5 separate regions of the Mus musculus genome follow, and all the other regions are linked to region 1. The links are chromatin contacts, called in public HiChIP or PLAC-seq, Micro-C and promoter capture Hi-C maps. All regions are on one chromosome and are shown on one strand. Each heading gives the region's core, a stretch centred on a gene start, on an enhancer-like site or on the middle of the called end of the contact. The rest is flanking DNA. Distances are from core to core; before and after follow the strand shown.

Region 1 (2,700 bases), core at 70-2,569:
TCCTGCTGCCAAGTCTGAGGGTCTGAGTTCAATCCCTAGGACTCGCATGGTGGAAGCTAAGAACAGATTTCAAGAAGTTGTCTTCTGACCTCCACATGCATATGTGCCATGCACACATATATGTAAATATTTATAATTTAAATTTTAGTTCTATAAACAAAAGGCCAGAGCCACATCCAGGCACTCTCTTAGCCTCCTAAGTCGGTGGACCTTACACCCTGCTAAGTCTTAAGTGATAGGACACTCACTTCGGGTCAAACGCCTTCTGGCACAACGGGCAACTCAGCAACGCAAGTGGACTCTGCACAGGCACACACTCCTGGGCGCTGGGAGTTCGACCAGAATTTAGTGCAGGGCATCCTTTCAGGGATGGAGTAGGTGACCCCAGGGAGCCTTCAGGTTCACAGAACAGGTGGCGGGAGCTTCCAGAGCCACGAAGGGCAGGTGGCAAAGGCGTCCAGGAGAAAGTCTTGGATCCCACAGTGAAGGCCTCAGGAGGCACAGTGGACTCTGGGTCAGGTAGAGACTCCTGAAAAGTAAGTCCCCATAAGGTCACAGCCACCAACACCATGACCTCCCCCAGGGCCTGAGAACTCTCTCCCAGGTCATCCTTCTTTAGTGCTTTTGGACACACCTGGCTGGGAAAAGCAGGCAGCGGTGGTAATGGCTGACGGTTCGGGGTCCAATCCGCGGTCCCGCTCACGGTGCTGCGCAACAGAGCAGCCCAGGGCTCACTCTTACTTCCCTCCGAGAGAAACCAAGGGCGGCAGTTAGGGGGCCTGGGAAGCACAGGAAGAGTCAGCCGGGGCATCCATGGTAGAGATATCGTGAAGAGTTGATTCTACAGTGAGGGGTACCAGGGCTAGGGAGCAGGTCCACAATGGGGTAATGGAGGAGGGAGTCCATAGTAAGAGACCGGGAAGGAACCTCACTTAGAAGGGTAAATGGACTCTTGGGGGAAACGGAGCCTGGGGCTGAGAAAGAAGTGGATAAATGGGCGACGTGAAGAGGGGTGGCGGAGGTGGTGGTGGGGAACAGCAGCGTTGGGGCGGAAGAAGCGACCGCGCCCCGAGAGAGGCGGAGCGCGGCTGGTAGCGAGATGCACGCGTGCGAGGAACCCCGCAGCTAGGCGGGAACATCGAGGCGTCCCCATCGCCTTCCCGGTGTCTCAGCGCCTTCCAAAGCCCCCAGGACCCCACCCTTCCGCTCTGTCCCGCCTCACCCGCCCCCCGCGGGCGGCCTCCGACGGCTCAGCCTCCCCCGCAGTCTCCGCTCCTCCTCCATCCTTCTCCAAACAGCGTCCGGCGGAAGTGAGACTTACAGCCCGGCCCGCCCTCCGACCGGGATCCGCTCCGGCGGCTTCCAGACCCCCCCCACTCTCCGCTCTGCCAAGTGCCAGCTCCCCTTTGTGGCGCTGGAAATCTAAGGCGCCGAGATCCCAACCGTTGGGAACACGAGGCTGCCGCCTTGAGGGAGAGGCGGGACAGGGCGGAGCTGCCCTCCAGTTTGCAGGGGTGCGAGATTGGGCCACTCGAGCCTGTGCAGAGCCTGGGCTCCCTTCCGTCAACACGTGCAGAGAGCTGTCAGGCTTGCCCTGCCGGTGGCACCTCCCAGACAATGCCCTGCCTCAGTTTCCAGTTCTGTAGTCTTTTTCAGGAAGGCCCCATGGATAGGACCAAATTCTCAGGCCCAGTTTTGCCAGCATCTTCTTCTTAAAGGAGGAACTGGGTTTTTCTACCAAAGAGAAGAGCAATCAAACCGCAAAGCCCAGGGGACGAAGGCTCAGAGTGAAAAACCCGGGCTTCCTACCTAACCAATATCCCGTCCTGCAATCCTGCAGCCCATCACTTGGTGGCAGCAAAAGTCCAGGCACTTTGATGTACGCATTGGGATTCGCTAGTAGCTTTCTACTTCACAGCCCCCAGGGGTCAGGGCCGTTCCAAACGCCTGTCCTGCAACCATCTGACTCGCAGACCCTTTTCCTGGGTCTTCCTCCAGTCAGAGCTTTGCACCCCATCCTTAGGTGAGATCACACACACACACACACACACACACACACACACACACACACACACCGTGTGTACTTCCAGGTTCCACATCCTGGAAGTTGTGTCTAGACCAGGGTCTGGGGATGGTTTCTGCACTAAGGTTGTCTTCTGTCTCTGCAGACTTGAAGAGGAAGAGCAAGTTTAATCTCGGAGAGCGCATGTATTTGTGCCGTATGTGTCTGGTGCCCACAGAGATTGGAAAAAGGTCTTGGACCGCCTAGAACTGTGGTTACAGACAGTTGTGAGCTACCATGTGGGTGCTAGGAAATGAACCTGAATCCTTTGCAAGAACACTGGCACAGACCTTTCATCCCAGTACCCAGGAGGCAGAGACAGGAGGATCTCTATGAGTTTGGTTTATGGAGTGAGTTCCAGGAAAGCAGGGCTATGAAGAAAGATCCTGTCTCAAACAAAACAAAACAAAAAGTTGAATTTGGGCTAGGGAGGTGACTCAGTAGGCAAAGTGTCTATGCAAGCATAAGGGCCTGAGGTCAGTTCTCAGAATTGACATGAAACCATGCAGGACAGCGCAAGTCTGGACTCCAGGTGTGCTGTGAGAGGAGAGGCAGAAACAGGAGGTTCCCCTCGCCTGAAGCTTTTGGGACTTGTGGACACAGTGCCTTCACAAGGTGGAAGGCGAGGTTGTCCTCTG
Region 2 (2,700 bases), core at 20-2,519, 310 kb after region 1:
GGCTGGATGGACAAATGCTGTAGCAGTATGAGGCTGCTTGGGTATCCCTGGGGCAATGGCAGGCATGTGGAAGAGTGCACACCGTGCATATATACTTCAGAGAGGGAACAGCACAGGCTTTGAATAAAGGCACTGGCCAGCAGTCTCCAGACTCTGAGTCTGTCACTCCGAGTCTGTCACTCTGAGTCTGTCACTCTGAGTCTGTCACCCACTCTGAGGCTGACTGCAACCCTGAGGTCCTGGGTACCACCCAGGCTGGTCCTATGTTGAGGGTTTCCCGGGTTGGGCCCTTGTCTGTCCTGCTGGCTTTGTCCCTGATTCTGTGGCTAACCCAGAGGCCACTTTGGGTCCAAATGACTGGAGAGACCGTCAGGGATGCCTTCAGCTATGCTGGCTCCTCTCCCTGGTTGGCTGAAGAGGCCAACTTACCAGCACCCCAAGAGCCATGGTATGAGCTGCTCGTGCAGTCACCTGCTGCTCAGTCCCAGGGGTAAAGCAGACCATGCCCATTGCAGAGAGGAGCAGCCATCCATCCATAGGGCCATGAGACATTAGGAAGTCAAGTGGGGCTGGTGATGCACTCTCTGCCTCCTTCCCGCTCTTTTTTATTCCTTGGAAATGCAAATTTCTCTCAATTCCCTGACTCCCTCATTGATGATGATCCATGGACATGAGCTTGCTCTATAGACCAGACTGGTCTAGAACTCAGAAATCCGTCACCCTCTACCTCTAGGTTCTGGGATTAAAGTCCACCACCTCTCAACTAGGGATGTGACTTTCTTTTCTTTCTTTCTTTCTTTCTTTCTTTCTTTCTTTCTTCCTTCCTTCCTTCCTTCCTCCCTCCCTCCCTCCCTCCCTCTCTCCCTCCCTCCTTCTCTCTCTCTCTCTCTCTCTCTCTCTCTCTCTCTCTCTTTTTCTTTTTTTGGTTTTTCAAGACAGGGTTTCTCTGTATTGCCCTGGCTGTCTTGGAACTCACTTTGTAGACCAAGCTGGCCTCGAACTCAGAAATCCGCCTGCCTCTGCCTCCCAAGTGCTGGGATTAAAGGCGTGGGCCACCATGCCCGGTGGGATGTGACTTTCTTAAGTAAACACAGCCCAGAACCTTCTGGGGAGGGATGCCTGACTATGAGCCTGAGGTGCAGGGATCAGTCAGGCCTGGATTTTGCTGCCCTCTAGTGGCTCAAAGGAAGAAGAGTAAGCAGGGGTTTGCATACAAATGCTAGGCTCTAGGCTCCCAAGTGGACATCTTGGTGTTCTCAGCAGCCACCAGAGGTCACACTTCAGCACTAGGCTGAGGAGGGAGGAGACCTGAATGGTTCTTTCCCAAGTTCTGGTAAAGTTGGTTCTGGCTCTGGTAAAGACTCAGATGGGAAGTCACCTCTCTGGGGGATTTTCTGTCCCTGGTGAGACTTTCGCAGCACCCAGCATGACCTGGCAGAGGCTCATAGGCTGAGCAGGGGATGGAGACCTTGAGCAGTCTCTGACTATCTTGTTAATGAGGCTTCTTTGTCTATGTGGACTGAACTGCTCCCCTGGGTACTTTCACTTCACGTCTACATTGGCTACTTCACCTATCAGCAAGTCTGTGTTCAGGGAGAGGCTAGCCTGAGACCTCCTGTGTCTCAGCTTCTTAAACAGCTTCTAAAACAGAGGAAGACTCTTGGTACCCAAGGATCCCAGGACTCAGGTGAGGCCCAGCTGGCTCCGAACCTGCCATTTCCTCATAATGGGCAATGCCTGAGACAGGGGCCTGCCCAACCTAGCTGAGGCTTCTGCCTGAGGATGGGGCTTTCCTAGCTATGTAGACAGATAGAGAAGCAATCTCTGTATAACTTGGCATCAGGTTACATGGGTGGTTCATGGTCCCCAGAGCCTGTCTGTCATTTACATGTGTGTGCATGTGTGCTTACATGCATGCATGCCTGTGTGTTGGGGGCAAGACTTGACAGCACTTCTTGTTTGGGCACAATCTGAGGACTTTTGGGTGTCACAGGATTCAGGGCTAGAGTCCATCACTGATCACTAAGAGATAGCCAGGAGCCACGCCTGCTTGGCATCCAGACCTTCCATGTGAAGTCCACCCCTCTTGGGACCTTTGTGTTCAGATGCTCCTGCCAGGGACTGCTGTCCCTCATTCTGAAAGTGCTGGCCACACTCATGGGACTTATTTTCTCAGAGCACAGGTGGACAGGGGAAAGAGCTGGCAGGCCCCGATGAGCAACTGTCACTCTCTGTAGCCTCTCATCAGGAACTCTAAGGTATCTCCGTCCATAGGCGACAGGGTCAGCATGGCTTATCTTGACAATTTCGAAGACCAGAGCCCACTCTGCAGAGAGGAGTGTTGAGAGACTTTGAGGCTGCCTACAGCTGGACTGCGTGCTCAACCTCGGTGTGAGCACCTTGGCCACCTCTGACCCAGTCCATTGTGCCCTAGGATTCTCCTCTCCTGGGACACTGGTTGTCTTCTATCCCTGCATTGCCCTAGCTCCAAGACCCTTCTACAGGTGTGTTGATCCTTGATTTTGCTGCTCCCAGACCAGGGAGGTCTGGACAGTATGTCCCCATGAGGGTTCAGAATCAGCTGGCATGTTGCCAGAACCTCTGGGCTGCCCCCTAAATTCTAACTGAATGTTTGAGAGGATGGGGAAATGAGCGGGGATGGGATAAAGTGAATTCATGCACGAGAAGTTGTTCGAGTGA
Region 3 (2,700 bases), core at 45-2,544, 320 kb after region 1:
CTGGAGCAATAATTTGTGGTTAGTTTTAACGGTCAGTCGAGGGGTTGAGAGACGCACAGTAGCCCTGGTCAAAGAATCTTGGAGGAGCTTCATGTTCTGTGCGCCTTTGGGGTTCCTTATTTCTCTTTGGAGCCTCGTGACCAAGCCAGCTCAGCCAGTCAACAGGGTCTCAAGGGAGGGAGTGAGTATTGAAAAAGAAAACAGACAACACTATAACCTGACTCCAGCCCGTACCGCGGCTGAAGCAGCTGTTTCTCTCCCGCCTGCTTTTATATCATTCTAGGTTTATGCAACAAAACAAAACAAAAACAAACAAACAAAACCCATGGTCAGTTCTTAGATCAAAGACAAAGCAACCAAGTAAACAAGTAGTAAACAAGGAGACCACACAAGAGAGTGACCAAGGATGTGACAAGTAGTAAGCGCAAGGATGACACAAGGCTAACGTTAAGTGGTCAGCAAAGCAGTAAACAAAGCCCCGTGGTCATTGTTTCTGACATGCCGACTTCTTTGTCTGAGCCCAGTGACAGATGCCAGATTCCTAGAAGCACCAAAAGCTCTCAACAGCCTAGGTCTGTAGTAGGCCCCCACCCCATGACCTCAGCCAGTCTGTGGGCTGAGGAAGCCCAGCATACTACCCTGTAGTCCTACTCAAAGCCCCCATCCTCATCTGCAAAAGGAAAATTAGTCTGCTCCGCCTAGTCCCGCTCAGGGGCCAGTTAGAGAAGCCCATAGCCTGCTCAAAGATGATAAGAAACCCTGCTTCACCCTTAGAAGATAAAGAAGGCTGGCTCCTGTTCCTAGCGCCGAATGTGCTCAGAAGCGTATAGGCTGAAGAAGCGGGCAGTGATAAATTGGTAATGGGGATAACCCTGACGTGGTGTCTGGGAAGTGACTGGAAGCTTAAAGGGGGAGGGTCCGGTGAGAGGGGTGAGTTGGGAGGTAGGTCAAAAGATCAAGTTCCCAGTTCCCTGAGGCTGAGAGGTTCCTATTTCAGTTTGTCTGTCAGAAAATTCAAGGTAAGCACCGAGGTGTTTGTAGTGACCTGGGAGACAGACATACTTCCAGAGGGTATATATACAGGCTGGGAAAACTTGCTAGTGTCCCTGTATGGAGTCTGAAGCTGAGGCTCTGTTTGGACTTTAGGGCCCTCCCAGCACCACGCCCCGTGTGTACTTAATGTGCTCCATCTGCCTCTAACAGACTTCAGTCAGAGAGACTATTTTTTCTTTCATTTTCACTTTTCCTTGCCAAGGCTCATGAGAGTGTGTGAGGAGGTTCAGAGCCCATGGGGCTCTTGGCCTGAAGTTTCTTGATCAAGAAAATGGAACCTCTCCCAGGATGGGGGTCGGCACCCTGGAGCCAGGCCCCTACAGACAACACCTTCAGGCTGGTGAGTTCCCGAGCCCTTTACAGCCTCCAAGCTCCTTCCGGCCCAACTCCAGCCACAGCCCACCCCAGACATTTCCTGTCCCTTAGCTCTGTCTGGGCAGCTAGCTCACGGGGCTTTATGCTGCTTGGATCTGCAAATCTCTGGAGATAATTGATAACAACCTCAGGTTGGGAGGCTACAGGAAGGCAGGCCTCTGCCCCTCCACTCCCGGGCCTCCACTCACAGACACCTACTATGGCTCTCTTTAAAGGGCAGGAGGTGGTGCTATGAGCATAGTAGCCCTTGGCAGAACCCTGGCTGTCTCTGGACAGGCCCTGTAGCAAGAGGCCAACCATAGGTATCTCTGTCCCTGAGGATAAGCACCCTCACAGAGTGGAGACAGAGATCAGGGCAGGCTAGCAGGAGCCAGACAGAGTGTCTATCCTGTTTGCTCAAGTAGGATATACTAACCATCAGTCAGCTGTCCCTAGGATTCTGAAGAGCCTGTTCCCAGCCCCAGCTGACCCTGCTGCCTCTCAGGTCTTACACTGTCAGGCAATGAAGGCAGAAGGTAGGTTAAGCAGGCCTGGGCCCGAGCCCCTCCTACAGAGACACTGAAGTTGTGCTGTTTCCTCACTTCAAGAAGCAGAGCATGCACTGAGGGCCTGGACCAGCCTGGTGGGGGGGTTGGGGAGGGAGAGCCATAGCGATGGAGGTAGTCCTCTCCTCCAGCACTCATCTCCTCTCCCAGGTGCCTTGTGTCTTCCTTTTGAACTTGCTGCAGCGCATCTCTGCCCAGCCCTCATGCAGACAGGAGGAGTTCCTTGTGGGAGACGAGTGCTGCCCCATGTGCAACCCAGGTGGGAGTTCCCAGGAGGAAGTGCTGTGCCAGGGAGGAACTCCTGTCCTGAGCCTCTGGGCCTCTGGGTCCTCAGTCCAACGGCTGTACAGTGTTCAGTTCAGGGATAGTCCTCGGTGTCTGGAACCTTTGAAGTTCACTGCCTGGGGTGGGCCCGGGGGGTAGGGCAGGCTTTATAACCAGAGACTGAGACTGAAAGTGGGCTGGGGTCAGAGCCAGTTCTAAGGGATTTAGGAAGCCCCATCTCTGTGTTTCTGAATTGTTCATAGAGGGCAGACAGAAGGCCAACAAGTCCTGTGGGGCTTTAGTTGTGGTTGGTGCCATACTTGCTAGACCCATGTGAGGGTACAGGGAAGGGAAGGTTTCTGTGGATTAACCCCCAACCCTGCTGAGGAACTGTGGGTCCTGGCTGCAGGTTACCATGTGAAGCAGGTCTGCAGTGAGCATACAGGCACAGTGTGTGCCCCCT
Region 4 (2,700 bases), core at 111-2,610, 310 kb before region 1:
GTACTGCTGTTTTATCTGTTAGCCACTTCTACCCAAAAGGAGGGGTGGGGGATGGATTGTGGCTCAGTGGGACAGCACTTGTGTGAGGATCTGGGCTGGACCTGTAGCACTTCAAACAAGATGAAAAAGAAAAAAAATGAATAAAACTGCATCGTTTTTAATAAATAAATCTACAAAGAAGAAAATGCAGAAGCATTCTGAGATGCCACCTCCAAATGAAGAAGCTACCTGGTCATACTGTATATTGGCACCCGTGGCTGTCCCAGAGCCCAAGATGGGCAGTGTAAGTCACAGTGAAGTCACTGCTGAGGACAAATACGTTCAGAGGGAAGGTGCCGTGCTTTTAATTACCAAGGCGAGGATGCCAGCTTTCCGGCCCGTGGAAACTGACAGTGATACATGAAACCAATGAATATAAGTTTGAATAACACTCTTCTCAAGAGGCAAGCCAAACGAATAAGTTTTGAACCAAAACAGAGAGTTTCCCAAACAAGAAAGGAAAAACAAGTCGCTATTCAGAATCAATGCCAGGAGAAAGCCCATTGCTTGGGAGAGCTGGAAAGAGACGCCGGATCTTGGCCAAGCAAAGGCAGATCCTGGGACTGCGCTGGGCACGCCCTGTTCCCATAACGAAGAAACCTGCCAGAGGCCAAGACAAGCGGCCTGTGAGTGTGACATCCTGAGAGGCAGCAGCCTCTAGGAACATCTCCATGGACTCTTCAGGACTTTGGAAGCTCCTGGCAAGTACTGGATACCAAGTTTACGATGGGGTTTTGGAGAGTTTCACACCTCGATTGCTTACAAAACGCTCGTCTGACTACTTTGCCCACATGCCAAGGTCTCTGGCGCTTGCTAAGGCCCCACTGGAAGACCAATGGAGCCGATTCGGCTGCGGTGCTGCGCGCTGAACTGGCTTAGAACAGAACGGCGGCCTACATGGCTTCTCCCGGGACCCGAACCTCTGACTCGTCCCCCTAAACCCAAGGCCGGACCAGATCTTCAGACCTGTCCCTTAGGCTCCTTCCCCGAGACCACGCGTCATCCTGGCTGCAACCCACGTTCGGACGCAGGGAGGCGCGTCAGAGCCACCAGCGCCCGGCCTCGGGCAGGTGGGCAGGGCCGGCGCCGTGACCCTGTCTTCACGGGTCCCGGCCAGTGACGCCGGGCAGAGGGCGACCCCAGGCCCCGCACTCACCGTCGGCTGCCGCGCGCCCGCGTGGACGTCTACATGCTGGGCCGAGCAGGCGGTCCCTGCTGCCCTACTGCTACCTGGCTCTCAGCGACCCAGCCGCCCGCCACCCCATGGCCGCTCGGTCCAGAGACCGGCACCACCAAGCCCCGCTGCGCCGCGGCTGTCAGTGCGCAAGCGCAGCCCGCACGCATGCGCTGCAGGGCACGTGGGGAGAGCGGCGCAGCCGCACCTACACAGGCGTGCACGCAAACTTCGGGTTTTTCAAAACCCTTTGTAGGCCAAGGATCAGAGGCTGGGGGGTGGGGTGGGGGGTGGGAGACGTGAAGAGGGAGGGGCGAGGCAAAGGGGAGGCGGGGCCGAGAGGAAGTGGGCGGGACACAGGAGTAGGAGGCGGGGCAAAGGAACTGAAACAGGGCATAGCGGAATGGGATGGGGACAAGGAGCGGAAGACAGCACGGGGGGGTGGGGCCAAGGTTGGAGAAAGGGGAGGGGCAGACGGGTAGGAGAAGGGGCAGGCAGAGTGGGAGGGACAGGTCGCAAGAGGGCAGAGCTGGAAAGGGACGGAACTAAGGAGACTAAGCCGGAGGGAAGGGGAAGATCGGGAGAGTGGGCGGGGCCAAAGGGTGGAGGAGTCGGGGCGGAAGGGGAGGCGGGGCAGAGGGTGAGGGAGAAAAAAAAGAAAAAAAGAAAAAAAAAAGAGTAACCGAGGAGGGGCAAAAAGCTCAGTCCCAGCAGCAACAGAGAAAACCACCAGATTCTCTCCCTTTTCTTTCTTTCTTTCTTTCTTTCTTTCTTTCTTTCTTTCTTTCTTTCTTTCTTTCTTTCTTTCTTTCTTTCTTTCTTTCTTTTGCCTCCTTGCCTCGCGGTCTGATCTTTATTCCTGTCCTACGTCACACTCAGTTTGCTTTTTGCTGGCGAGGTCTCCAGGACCATGTGGACAACGCGGGCCAGCTTTGTGGGAAGGTGGGCTTCGTGCCAGGCTCCTGTTCCCACGTTGTTCTTAATGTCCAGCGCATGGACCTGGTATCTTTCAGAAGCAGAACTCGGGTGACAGCGCTCATATGGCTCTCAGGCCCACCAGCAGTGACCTGACACCCTTTGGCAACTGGCAAGGACTTGAGCCTGAAAGTAACAAACCTGACAGCTGGTTGATACAATGGTTCACTACTTTAATCCCAGAGATGAGAGCTCCGGATTTCTAGGAATTCGAGGCCAGCCAGGGGTACCATAGTTAGAGACCCTATCTCAAAAAGAAAAACAAAGTCTTGATAGTTGAGAAGCGACTGTGTAAATAGCGTGCCTCACCCACAGCTGTAAGGAGGGAAAGAGGGAGGCCACCGACTTTGTAGCTGAGCCAGGGATATGCTGAACTGGTGGACATGCTCGTGCATTGATATCCACCAGTGTGCACAGTGCACCAGTAGGTGTTTTCGCAGTCCCGACTCCCAGCACTGTAGTTTTAAGATGTTCACACTATTGCCCTTCCTGTATAGCCCAATCTCCACGCT
Region 5 (2,700 bases), core at 46-2,545, 350 kb before region 1:
ACTTGTAGTACAGTCCCATAATTGCGGTACTGAGAGGATGAGGCAGGAGGGTCACAAGTTTAAGGCCAGACTGGGCTACCCTGTAAAGATCCTGTCTTAAAAGAAAAAAGAAAAAGAAAAAAAAGCACAAAAAATTATTTTCCAGTTTTTTTTAATAGAGTACATTCATCCCATGAGCGGGCGACTAGACAAACACTGAACAAGGGCCCCCCCACCCCCACCCCCAGTCTGCAGTTTTACTTTTTGTTTTATTTTGCATTTCAAGGGTTCAAAACATCAATGCTGCAAAGAGCCTGTTTCATGCCTGAAAAGTACCGGTTGGAGAAAAACCGCTGGCAGGCTAAAATAAAGTTGAGGCTTGGGACCTGGCTGAGTCGCCCATTCCACGGCACAAAATAAGACGTTTGGGGAGGCAAAATCAGTACACGCCGACAGATGACAGGGTGCCTGCACCTGTCATTGGGTATCGCTTCCTTTCCGGCGCCTGCTGCAGTCACAGCCCGCCCGCGATCCCCCCGCCCCGGTGCCCATCACTGTCCCCACCCTACCTGTGCGTCCAGCCCGGCGAAGCCCGCCACCTGCGCGCCCGGTGCCAACCCGGGCTGACTCCAGGACGGGATGCCCCCGGCCCCCGATGGGGTTCAGTTCTGGGGCTGCCACTGGAGTTTATGCAGAGCCTCAGCCCACGCCCACGGAAGATGCAGCCCGCGCCCGCCTCGGGGCCGAGCAGCTTTAGGCAGAGCGGTCCAGAGTCAAGGGCGAGAGCCGCGAGCCCTCCCACAGCCCTCCTAAGGGTTTAGATTTGGGACACACACACGGGTGGGCGGGGAGAGAGCCGGACGTGACGCACCGGAAGCTGTTACGGGGGGGGGGGGAAGGACACACTCCACACAGGCACACAATGGCACCTTCCAGAACGTTCCACCGCGGCCCACCACGGGGAGCCAGGACACCCTCACGGCGCGTTCGCACCTTCCGTAGCGGCCCACCGCAAACCACGGGGCGGGCGACGATGCGGGGCCACAGCACCGCCTTGCGGCCTCCTGTGGGCGCCTCCGGAGCGTCCCACCTCTGCGGGGTCCGCCATGCTGGGCCAGCGTGCAGGTGTCGCTCCTCTGGCCTGTGGTACATTCCGGAACGTTCCACCGAGACCAAGGTGAAGGAGCCAATCCTCTGAGGCCGCGAAGGTGCCGCCCTCTAGGTCAGACCCAGGGGCTTGATTTCAAGGATCCTAAAATCTGACCAGAAAGTCACAAGACGAGAAGCGCTCAGTGGCGAACGTGCGAGGAACCCCCGTGCTCTCCGAGTCTTGGACGCTGCCGGGATGGGGGCGGGGTCAGCACCATGGGGGCGGGGCCAGCAGCATAGCGACGGGGCGCTCATTGGTCGAGCCTCAGAGGCCCCGCCTTCCTGCAGGACGCTTGCTCTGTCGCCTGATCTCCCCAAGTAGCCGCCGGCTGTGAGATGCTTCCTGGCCCCTTTTATCCCTGAAGGTCATTTTGTGGAGAGGTTTGAGGTTGTGCCTTGCCTCAGCTCTGCTTTTGGTGAAACCTTCCTTTGTTTTTTTCTTGGTTGTTTGAAAACTAGTAAGGTTTCTCCTTCAGATCTCGCACAGTGAGTTGGAGCTTCTTAAACCTTTTCCACTAGAAAACCCTTTCCATATGCAAATCAAACGTTTACTGATAATCAACCTTAAGTCTATCTTAAAACAATTCTTTGCCCGGTGCCGGAGACCAGCCTGGTCCACTTAGTGAGTTCCTGGACAACCAGGTCTATGTAGAGAGACCCTGTCTCAGCAAACAAAAAACAAGTCTTTAGAACACAATGGCACAGTGCAGTTTTACCACTTAAAAGCAAAGGCAAACTGGCTTACGAATGAGAAGATGTGCTTTTTAAATTTTCGCACAGATCATTAAATCTTGACTGAATATCCCATACCACTGGACATAGAGTATCTTCAGCATTTTTCAGAGTTGATGTTTTGATTTTATCAAAACCAAAGTGTGTTTGATTTTGTTGAATTGACGTATGTTTTAGAACCGTATCAGTTGGAAATTCTGTCCTAACCACAAGCCAAGTTTTAACGATTTTTAAAAATGAAACTCAACTCAGAAACTTACGCAAGAATTTTGTTGTTGTTGGGTTCTTTCCTTTGTTTGTTTTTGTCTTTTAAGATAGTGTCTCACTGAGCCGGCATGGTGGCACACACCTTTAATCCCAGCACTCAGGAGGCAGAGGCAGGGGAATTTCTGAGTTCGAGGCCAGCCTGGTCTACAAAGTGAGTTCTAGGACAGCCAGAGCTACACAGAGAAACCCTGTCTCGAAAAAAAAAAAAAAAAAAAAAAAGATAGTGTCTCACTATGTACCCCTGTCTGGCCTGGAACTCACTGTGTACATCAGGCTAGTCTTGAACTCACAGAAATAGACATCTCTGCCTCTCACACTCTGGAATTATGCGCACCTATGTAAGCATTTTTTAATTGAGTTGTTTTATTTGGTCATTGTTGTTTTGTATTTGTTTTGTTTTGAGACAGGGCTGGTGTATCCCTGGCTGGCTTCGGATTTGATGTACAGCCAGGGCTGACCCTGACCTTGCTCTTACCCCACAGTGCTCAGATGACAAGCATGTGTTACTATGCCTGGTTCAACTAGTAATTTTTTTAAATTTAATTATTTATTATGTGTAAGTACACTGTAGCT

The links. A called contact is a pair of places that touch in the nucleus more often than the background predicts. HiChIP or PLAC-seq counts read pairs in DNA pulled down with a chosen protein or histone mark. Capture Hi-C pulls out chosen DNA fragments and counts their contacts.
Region 2: a Micro-C map of the G1E-ER4 cell line shows a contact between it and region 1, with 4 times the contacts expected there. The contact joins the enhancer-like site here to the promoter of Faap20 in region 1. A contact is called at or near these places in 11 of 39 promoter capture datasets (3T3-L1-derived adipocytes, embryonic stem cells, frontonasal cranial neural crest and 6 more), 1 of 15 datasets of contacts at CTCF or cohesin (embryonic stem cells), 12 of 484 Hi-C or Micro-C datasets (the G1E-ER4 cell line, Th1 cells, cerebellum and 3 more), 12 of 115 datasets of contacts at active chromatin or transcription factors (craniofacial prominence, embryonic basal ganglia, embryonic forebrain and 6 more) and 3 of 9 other capture datasets (adipose tissue, embryonic stem cells and liver).
Region 3: an H3K27ac HiChIP or PLAC-seq map of bone marrow-derived dendritic cells shows a contact between it and region 1, with 4 times the contacts expected there. The contact joins the promoter of Tnfrsf14 here to the promoter of Faap20 in region 1. A contact is called at or near these places in 4 of 39 promoter capture datasets (the HPC-7 cell line, embryonic stem cells and stem cell-derived epiblast-like cells), 4 of 484 Hi-C or Micro-C datasets (B cells, the G1E-ER4 cell line, Th1 cells and 1 more), 7 of 115 datasets of contacts at active chromatin or transcription factors (the 230-238 cell line, bone marrow-derived dendritic cells, bone marrow-derived macrophages and 3 more) and 2 of 9 other capture datasets (adipose tissue and liver).
Region 4: a promoter capture Hi-C map of adipose tissue shows a contact between it and region 1. The contact joins the promoter of Nadk here to the promoter of Faap20 in region 1. A contact is called at or near these places in 1 of 39 promoter capture datasets (liver), 2 of 484 Hi-C or Micro-C datasets (cerebellum and embryonic stem cells) and 2 of 9 other capture datasets (adipose tissue and liver).
Region 5: a contact with region 1 is called in a Micro-C map of embryonic stem cells, with 5 times the contacts expected there. The contact joins the promoter of Slc35e2 here to the promoter of Faap20 in region 1. A contact is called at or near these places in 1 of 484 Hi-C or Micro-C datasets (embryonic stem cells), 3 of 115 datasets of contacts at active chromatin or transcription factors (heart atrium, memory CD8 T cells and microglia) and 2 of 9 other capture datasets (adipose tissue and pancreatic islet).

The regions. Positions count from the first base shown.
Region 1 is chr4:155,248,585-155,251,284 of GRCm38.p6, reverse strand. Faap20 (Fanconi anemia core complex associated protein 20) reads right to left here and starts at 1,319. Exons shown (of 4, transcript NM_001190445.1): 1 at 1,223-1,319; 2 at 635-779; 3 at 249-529. The coding sequence starts at 1,284.
Region 2 is chr4:154,942,975-154,945,674 of GRCm38.p6, reverse strand. No RefSeq gene overlaps it. Among named protein-coding and RNA genes, the nearest start is that of Tnfrsf14, 16 kb to the right of the region's middle. Within about 2 kb of position 1,269, at least 72 of the 459 cell types and tissues checked have an H3K27ac peak or open chromatin away from gene starts, as enhancers often do. A contact at or near this core is called in the G1E-ER4 cell line, Th1 cells, adipose tissue and 1 more, where this site is marked.
Region 3 is chr4:154,926,671-154,929,370 of GRCm38.p6, reverse strand. Tnfrsf14 (tumor necrosis factor receptor superfamily, member 14 (herpesvirus entry mediator)) reads left to right here and starts at 1,294. Exons shown (of 8, transcript NM_178931.2): 1 at 1,294-1,393; 2 at 2,124-2,232; 3 at 2,647-2,700. The coding sequence starts at 1,325.
Region 4 is chr4:155,562,475-155,565,174 of GRCm38.p6, reverse strand. It overlaps Nadk (NAD kinase), which reads right to left and starts at 1,360. Exons shown (of 12, transcript NM_001159637.1): 1 at 1,196-1,360.
Region 5 is chr4:155,600,011-155,602,710 of GRCm38.p6, reverse strand. It overlaps Slc35e2 (solute carrier family 35, member E2), which reads right to left and starts at 1,295. Exons shown (of 9, transcript NM_177186.4): 1 at 973-1,295.